Regions from separate parts of the Gossypium hirsutum genome. Here region 2 is linked to region 1. Evidence: chromatin contacts called from public Hi-C data. All regions are on one chromosome and are shown on one strand. The core of a region is the stretch at or near the end of the contact, and the rest is flanking DNA. Distances in the headings are between cores, read along the strand shown. Region 1 holds the start of LOC107900620 (external alternative NAD(P)H-ubiquinone oxidoreductase B2, mitochondrial). Region 2 holds the start of LOC107899866 (secretory carrier-associated membrane protein).

The links. Hi-C and Micro-C count contacts between places; a contact is called where the count stands out from the background.
Region 2: a Hi-C map of leaf shows a contact between it and region 1, with 1.9 times the contacts expected there. The contact joins the promoter of LOC107899866 here to the promoter of LOC107900620 in region 1. A contact is called at or near these places in 2 of 34 Hi-C or Micro-C datasets (both in leaf).

Annotation. Positions count from the first base shown.
Region 1 is chrD06:43,330,334-43,334,737 of Gossypium_hirsutum_v2.1, reverse strand. It overlaps LOC107900620 (external alternative NAD(P)H-ubiquinone oxidoreductase B2, mitochondrial), which reads left to right and starts at 2,640. Exons shown (of 11, transcript XM_016826287.2): 1 at 2,640-2,757; 2 at 2,848-2,992; 3 at 3,659-3,980; 4 at 4,087-4,293. The coding sequence starts at 2,904.
Region 2 is chrD06:43,469,542-43,474,518 of Gossypium_hirsutum_v2.1, reverse strand. It overlaps LOC107899866 (secretory carrier-associated membrane protein), which reads left to right and starts at 3,319. Exons shown (of 12, transcript XM_016825608.2): 1 at 3,319-3,693; 2 at 3,801-3,908; 3 at 3,997-4,059; 4 at 4,767-4,800. The coding sequence starts at 3,631.

The sequences.
Region 1 (4,404 bases), core at 1,391-3,890:
TTCACGTGCCAAGCGTTCGGATTTTGTAAAAACTCTTCCGGGATTACTTTCCAGATTGCCGGATCCTCGTATGGTGTCCATTGAAACTACATGAACATGATAGAAATATCAGTTATATACATAATACTAAATACTAAATACTATATACCGGTCCCACTAGCGAATGTATGGAAATATCTATTTGCAATAATACTTACTTCTGCTTCCGACTGTTGCTCCAATAGAAGCCGTATATCTTCGAGTTCAGACGGTAATCCACGATAACTTGCCGGATGGTTCCACCTAATTAAATAAATTTTTAGCATACTTTTATTCTTACAAAATCTATATAACAATTCCAAAATGTAATATAAAATTTTCCTCGTTACGAGTGGGAATGTATGTGGGTGGTTTACTCGAGGACATAGAAATGGAAAGCGAAACCGTGCCCATGATTGCAGTAGTGACAGGCAACCTCCAATGTTTGCTCTCCTCGGTCGCGTCGCCCCCACACATCTCCCGATATAATGTTGCCAAGACGGCAGACCCCCAACTAAATTCACCGGCTCCTCTAAAATCAACGAGTTTTAGTAGCCACCTTAGATGTACACGGCTCCGTGACGTGTTGGGCATCCGATAACCTCCAATTATTTGAAGAATGTATGATCGAGCATATCAGATTCTTTCAATTTCGGTTGAATTTGCATTCGGATCGGGGAAGGTGACACGTAACCAGCCCATCTCCACCTTACCTCCATCCATTTTATCCGGAAGAGCGCCCAAAAGCTCGTAGCACACCGCCTCCCAATTGCTAGATTGGGCAGACCCGGTGACTGGGTGCTCGTCCATCGGCAATCCCAATTGCAGATGGACATCTTCTAGAGTGATAGTGCACTCACCACATGGAAGATGAAATGTGTGTGTCTCGGGTCTCCACCTCTCGATCAACGCACTGATCAGTTTCGGCTCCAACTTGCATCCCCGGCCTACCGTCGCCACGTGCCAAAAACCCGCTTCCCGCAGGTAATTCTCTACTAACGGTGATGGAGGACCATGCATATTCCGGATAGTGCATTCCAATACTCGATCTTCATACTTTTATAACAAATAATAAATTAATAATTTTCTAAAAATACATAAATAAAAATATCTTAAATAATATTTAAAATTTAAATTTAATACTTACCATTTTCATTTGCTCCATCGATATGTGATTCCTATCAAGACGAATCAATGATCCGGCCATTGATGAAAATATAAAAAAAATTTTAAAATTATTTTAAAAAAATATAAAAAAATTTGAAATTATTTTAAAAAAATGAAATTGAGGGGAAATTGAAATTTAATATGGATTTGAGAGATTTTTGGAATGAAATTGAGAGGATTTTGGAAGAAAATTGAGAGTTTAAGAGAATTTTGGAAGGAAATTGAGAGGGTTTTGGAATGAAATTGAGATAGGATTTGTTTGTGAAAAAAAAAAGGGTGGGGGGTTTTATAGTTTTTTTTTACCGTTGGGGGGGGAACGGTCAAATTTAATATGGATTTTTGACCGTTGGGGTACTGTTCACGCGCGGGGGACATCGTGTCCACGTCCGCGCGACTTGCTAACGTGGAAGGAAATCGCGCCCTCGTGGACGCGATTTCTCGAAAAATAGATCATTCCGGTAAATAATCAAAAAATCGGCCCATTTCGAAAAATTTTGAAAAAAAATGACTTTTTTAAGTAAATTGCCCCCACCATACATTATTTATTTTATTTACTCAAAAAAATAAATTGGATTCCATAAATTATGGACCGCTTATTGATTACGAAAAGAGAACATGAAAAATATGGTTTGCGGCAAAGGAAAACATGGAGGTTGTCAGCAATGTTTGTGGTGTGTGTACAAAACAATGACATAAAGCATGCTAATTGCCGACTATTTGCCCACCTAACATTCTGCTGATTCTATATATGTACTTTACGCCTGCCTTTCTTTCTTTCTTTTAGGAAGGCTTATTTTGATTTCAGTGATTATTAAATTATTTTTTTTATTTCTTGATATTTAACACGTTTTATTTATGGTTCAAAGATTAAAATTTAATTTTTATTAAAAATAATTAATGGTTTTTTAGGATATGTAATTTTAAAATGTCAATATAAGAGTTTTTTCTAGGCTTGATATAATTAATTAGAATTTTGAATTTTTAATAAAATAAAACTTATAGAACAACAAGATTATGATTTGAGTGAATAGAATTATATATATAAAATTAATTCAAAAATAAAATGAAGCTTTTAATGAAATAATAAAGTCATTGCAAAGTACTGTATTTTAAATTCAAATCCATATTTTTCTAAATTTTACATTATTTGAAATGACAAAAATACCCTAACCCGTTATTGTTTTATGAAAAAAATCTTTTAAATATAATAATAAGAAATTGGGGTTCAAAACCCTAATTAGGTTCAACGGTCTATCTAAGAAAAAAGCACGAATGATTGAAAAATCTCGTAAATTAATTTTAGTGATGAAAATATTTTATTATTAAACAAGAGAAATCCGAGGATTGATGGATCCAACGGACAAGGTTTTTCACAGAGACGTAGCGGTCATAATGTAGTGACGGCGGCGCAATTAAGGATCCAGATACTATTTAATATTTAATTCATTAAAAAATTATATAATAATGATTCCAAAAATATAGTAGCACGTTGCCGCCTCTGCCTTGCTCTCCAAGTCATTGAAATAGAAAGCGAGTTAGTAAAGACCTGGAACCATCGTGTGACAACGCCACGTACCTCGCCTACTTTTTGTTTTTCTTTTTCCTTCTTTTGCCTTTTTGTATTTTTAATACATATCCGCTTTCTCTGTGATTTTCCTCCAGTTTTCTTGGTTCATATAGGCTAAACAAGTAAAAGAACAGATCTACAGAGCACGAAGATGAGGAACTTCAACTTCTTCCGGAGATTATCCAGGGCTTTTGATGATTATCCTTCTCTTTCTAAGATCATCGTCGTCTCGACCATCAGGTGCTTTTTTCATTCCTTCCTTCTTTCTTTCTTTCTTTCTTTCTTTCTTTCTTTCTTTTTTTCCCCATTTTTTTAAGCATTTTTCTTGTGTTTATAACTTTATATACAAATATTTTATTTGCTTTTTGGTTCTATGAAGTTGTTAAGCATGACCTGCGTGCTTCTTTGTGTTTCTATATATATAATATATATTATCATAGATTTAGTTTCTTCATATTGATTTGTGGTTCATGCTGTTTTTGTTTGTAGATTCTCTCTGCATTTAGATAAGCGATTGTTTTTAGGTCCATCTGATGATTGATGATTTTTTTTTTGAGATTTTGAGCTGAAATTTGGAATATTGAAATGCTCTGTCGGAAGTCTGAAGAACAGAGCAAATATGTTTTGGATTATAGGGAGGAAGAGAACTGTCATCTCTGCCTAAAGGCCGGTGTGAGTGAATTATGCACGCTAGGAAAATTGAAGTTTTATTTGCTTCTTTAAAATTGTAAAGGAAATGGGAAAAGATCTAAAAACTTGTCTTGTTTGAATGTTTATGCAAAGTTTAGGAGCTTGAGTGCATAATTTATTAATTTCTCAAGATTAGTTAAAAACGAACTGTATGTTTGAAACTTTCCATTAAGCATTCTCCTTCAGCACTAAGTCTATTGCATTTCTTTGGTGCAGTGGTGGGAGCCTTATAGCTTATGCTGAAGCAAACGCTTTCAATGGCAGTAAGGGCCATATTGCTCATGCTGATGCGGTGGCATCTAATGATGACCGTCGAATTGCTTCATCTGAACAAGTTCCCAAGAAAAAGAAGGTGGTGCTGCTTGGAACTGGTTGGGGAGGAATGAGTTTCTTGAAGAGCCTGAATAACCCTAATTATGAGGTGCAAGTTGTTTCTCCTCGTAATTTCTTTGTGTTCACCCCATTGCTACCAAGTGTTACATGTGGCAAAGTGGAAGCCCGCAGCATTGTTGAGCCAATTCGCAACATCATCAGAAAGGTAATGTGGATTTGTCTATGAAAATAAGATCTTGTATATTGTGGAAATCAGAAAAACCAATTCTAAATGAATTCTGATGACGGTTTCCTGTTTCATGCTTGAGCAGAAAAACGTTAACATCAGTTACTCTGAAGCTGAATGCGTAAAAATAGATCCCAATAATAAGAAAATTTACTGTCGCGCTACTATAGACAGCCATTCAAAGGGGCAAGAAGTGTTTGCGGTAGACTATGACTACCTTATTATAGCTGTGGGAGCTCAGGTTAACACCTTTAATACCCCTGGTGTCATGGAAAATTGCCATTTCCTAAAGGTAAGTTCTGTTTCCGTACTTTATTTAGTATTGGGGAAACATGTGATAGAAGCCATTTTCGCTTCTCTTAATACCATTATGTTTGTTTTGTTTTGTTTTGTTTTGTTTTCT
Region 2 (4,977 bases), core at 2,070-4,569, 140 kb before region 1:
ATTTAAATAATAATAGCAAACTGAATATTCATATAAAATTATAATTATAATACTAATTGGAGAAATAGTATAAAGTAAAATTTAATAAGATCATAATATTATAAAGTGAAGCTTTCATACAATGAGAAAAAAAGTAAGGGTGAGTTTAAAACATCTTTTTAGCTTACGGTTTAGTGTTTATCTCATCTTTTTAGAATTCAAACTCTTTCTTTTCTAGTTTAATGCTAAGTTAGTTAGTTAGTTAGTTAGTTAGTTAAATTTACCGTAGCTAGGTTTAATTACCTTTTAATACTTCAACTTTTTTTGTAGTTACACTTTAATCCATATTTTAATATTATTCAACTTTCTTTCATTTCTCGTGTTAAAAATTATTTCTTTGACTTTTTTTATAAAACTAACCTCAAAAAATAATTAATTACTTAAATGACCTTTTTTTTGAAAAAAATAAGAAAATAACTTAAAATTTACAGTAAAAGTTGGTGGAGCCAAAGTAGTTGGCGCCACCAATATGCCACATCAACAATCGGGATAAAAAATTAATTTTTTGGTGGAGCCATGTAGAATGACATCACTAAAAATTGAAAAAGTATCCCTCATTTTTTTAAAAATTGTAATATTTCCTTAATATTTATACAGGTGGCGTCATTCTACATGGCTCCACCAAAACATTGATTTTTTTTATCTTGATTGTTGACGTGGCATGTTGGTGGCATCAAATAATTTGGCTCCACCAACTTTTACTGTAGATTTTAGGTTATTTTCATATTTTTTCAAAAAAAAGTCATTTAAGTAATTAATTATTTTTTGAGGTTAGTTTTATAGAAAAGCCCATTTCTTTGGTATCTTTGTTCATTTATTTTGTTGTCATTGTTGTTTTCTCCAAGGTTTTGAAAGAAAGCTTAAGTTTTTACTGTCTTACTTTGTGATTAAGATAATGTCATTTGATTGATTATATGTTGTTAATGTGTGTAGATATAAGCATGAATAGCTAAATCGTAGGTGGTTGGTTGATGAAAATGTGGGGAAGTTGATTTTTGGGTTTAGGGATTAAATAGTAAAATTTAGACTAAATCGAATAGACTTCAAAACTTAGGATTGACGCCCTTAAGGGAAAATTAAGATAAGTGAGATTGAGAGGAGATCTTATCAGGTACCAATTTGATAATCCTAAGTTAGTTCGGTGAGGTCGAGAGATAAACTAAACTAATTTGTTTAACTTGGTAAAATTGAGTCCGAGAGATAAAATTAGACCAATTTAGGAGTATTAGTGATTTAGATCCCTAATTCAAAGGTTAACCAACTGTTGTTTGTTATCTTATTTGTTAGATTCATACCTTGCTAGATTTACAATTTAGTCCTTTTACATTTCTAGGTAGTTAATTAGTGCAATTAACCCCTTGTATGACTTGTCGTAATATAATTATTTAGTGATTAGTCAACTAGACTCTTTTAATTGCATGCCTATAGTTTAGAAATCACTTAATCGCCGACTCCTTTGAGTTCAAACTTTGGAATACTTCGATGTTCCATTGGACACTATGATATTACAATTGACATTGTACACTTACAATTAAAACCGCACTTTTAAATTATTTTATAAAATTATTTATTTTCTGCGCATCCTTGCACATAATCAGCCCCATTGGCGTGTAGATATGCAAACATTAAATTTTATCCAAATCTAAATCAATATTTTGTGATAAATGCAATTTAACTTAATTTTAATAGTCAAGTTTAAGAGTCCAAATATTCACTAACTTGTTAAATATTTCAGATTAATGTTCGTTCAAATTGAGATATTTAGAGTTACATTTTGTAAAAAAAACTTGAAGTGCGAGCCTCACTAATTTAACATAACTTTGTGTTAATTGGACATTTGTATAATTTTTATTTTACTTTTGGCCCATTCAGTTATTTATTTTATTTCATTTCTTTTTTTTATATAAAGTATTTCATTATAAATGTTTTTTAACAAAAATATAAAAAATCAAGAATTAAAAATTTGCAATAAAACCCAAAACTTTACAAGGTTTACAATTACATCCCAAATTTCACACAACTGTTGAGACAGGTGGTCTCCTCCAAAATGTTTACCTGCACAAGGAAATGGCAACAACCGCCTACAGAAGTGAAGTACATTCCTCGGCACCATTCCGCACAAGGCCAGCACAGCCATGCCACCGCAGCTCTATGAGGAGCTCATGCTCCTTCTCTCCTAGCTCCTATATAGCAGCATCCGAAAATCAAGAAAAAAGAGGTTTGCTGCATTTTTATGAATTCAGAGCAAGAAAAGCATTCTTTTTCAGCTTCCCTCAAGATTCAAAACCATCCGACTACACCCTTAACCCACCAAACCGCCCTTAGCACCTCACTAACCCAACTTCATTCCCGAACAACCAAGGCTCCCACCTCCATATATCACTATCTTCACCACTATCAACTCTCAACTAACCCCTAAACCAAACTTAAATCCTCTCCCACAAGCCTCCAGAAACCATTCGGCCACTTCAACTTCACCATCCACAACCCGTTTAGTTAAATCGAAAAAAGGCAGAGAAAAAAAAACTCATCTTTATTGGGCAGCGGTAGTCTCCCTCATGTTCAGGAGGTCCTATTGCGGTTCCGCAGAGGTCGGGCAGTTAAGGATAGCGAATCGACGGTAACCGATCGAGACTCCGACAGCGGTGACGGCGTTGAAATGGAGGCAATATTTCTTAAGGGAGATGGTTTTGTCGTGAAAGAGAAGATAAAAAGCTTTAGTTGAGACCGGTGGTCTCCTCCAAATGTCCCAGAATTGGGCTGATTTGTTAATGGACTTGGGCGGATATGCCCAAACGGGATTTCCAACAGGAAAATAAAAACTGTGAAGAACCTTCCAAGCCTTCCTTCCTTTTTAAAAAAAATATATTTTTTCACATTTAAAATCTAATAAAAACTTAAATATAATAAAGATTATCAAAGAAAAAATTCCAAAAAGAAGAAGAAGCTAAATCCTTAAATTTTTATGGATTTTTATTATTAATTTTAGATTTCTTTGAATGATAGATTTTTATTTATTGAGTTTATAAATGAGTAATTTAAATAATTGATGAATATTTTACATTTGAGATTTATTTAGTATTATTAATTTAATATTTGTAAATATATTTATACATTAAATTGTTTAAAGAATATCAATAAATTTAAAACGGTATACAGAAACAAATCGATATCCCACGGTGGAGACAGCACAATAAAAAACACCCAGAGACCAAAACAATGTTCATGGCGTTTTTAGTCTAAAGAATTTTGGGTGTGGAGGCGTATTGTTTATTTAGATGAAAGAAGATAAAGCATTTATCTTCCTATGAAACAACGTGCTAAGATGTTGTTGTTAACCAGGTCACTCTCCAATAGAAACACTGAACAAGCTATAAAACACAGTTTCTTCGATGAATCCTTAAGTTAAGACAAGAATAGTTTATATCCTATGTTGCCGTCCTTCTCTTCTCGTCTCTCAAATTCCTTTTCGCCTTGGCTTCAACGCAATGGTACATCCCAACAAAGACAAACTTTGTAAATTCTTTCTCTCTCTATATAACACCACTTCTCCCTCGGTAAACAAAATGTCGTCTCCACATCCCAAGAACCATGGCTGGTTACCGCGATAGGAACCCTTTTGACGAAGAAGAAGATCAAGTTAATCCTTTTTCCGTGAGTTTCATCTCTCTCCATCCACTCTATATTTATAATTTATCCTATACACATATATGTAGAATCTGTACCTAGTTTATGAGTATGGATGATTGGTAAACATGCAGAACCCTTCACAATATTCGCACTCAAGGCTTCCAGCTCTTCCTTCTGAACCTGTCAGCTACAATTATGATCGCAATCCAGTCATTGAGATCAATCTTGATAATCCCACGGTAATTTCAAACCCACTTTTCTGGATGGTGTCCAACTCATCACATCAGCTTTTTTCTGACTATATGTATTATGATGCTTGAAATGTAGAATTTGAAGCAGAAAGAGACAGAACTCCAGGCCAAGGAAGCTGAACTTAAAAGGAGGGAAGAGGTAATACATCTTTACAAACATGTTAAAAACTTGGCTAAATTATGTTTTTAGTCCTTGTGCTATCACTTCATCATTTTACTTTAAATCGACTTTTTTTCCTTACTGTTATTACTTGTTAGTAAGAGAGATTAGTCCAAATCATGTTAATGCGTTAAAATGAAAAAGTATGAATTGAATCCTATACTATTATCAAATCAGAATTTTAACTTCCCATGGATTCCACCGTACACTCAGTGTGAGATGTCAATCTTACCCACAACTGGTATCCTCCTTAGTCCTATAATTGTTTGGTGAAAGTATGAGTTCAAATCCCATCAAGAGCAAATGTTGAGTTCTCCTTCACTCACCCCTCTAAACTCACTGTTTCTTGAACTCCAGCAGAGTCATTTTGAAACAAATTCGAGAGATAAAAGTTAAGGATAAAATCAAACACAGACATTCCGGCCCGAACTTGTGGAAGAGATCTGTTAGCCGTCACCCTGGTGGACAATATTTCACAAAGTCTCTCCGAACGTTCAAAATCCCATCAACAACACTGTTTATTAATTATATAATGAAATGTCAAAGCGTATACTATTCATAGTCACCATATTCATGTATGTATGTATATATCTTACGCAATGGCCTTTAGCAGTAGATGAATCATTGAATTGCCCTTGTTCGTAATTCTTACTCATTACCATCTTTCCTGGACATGCATTCATCAGGAAGTTAAAAGGAAAGAAGAAGCTCTAGCACGAGGTAATATTTACCACTAAAATTTGCTTACTCTTTGCAAATTTAATCTCTCTCTTCTGGGTATTTAAGCTTCTTCAAGTTCATTTTAGCAGGTTTGATGTTTTTATTCTTAAATTTGCAATGCAACTTCTTGGTTTTAAAAATACATATATAAAATAATGATTCACCGTCACAAGGTTG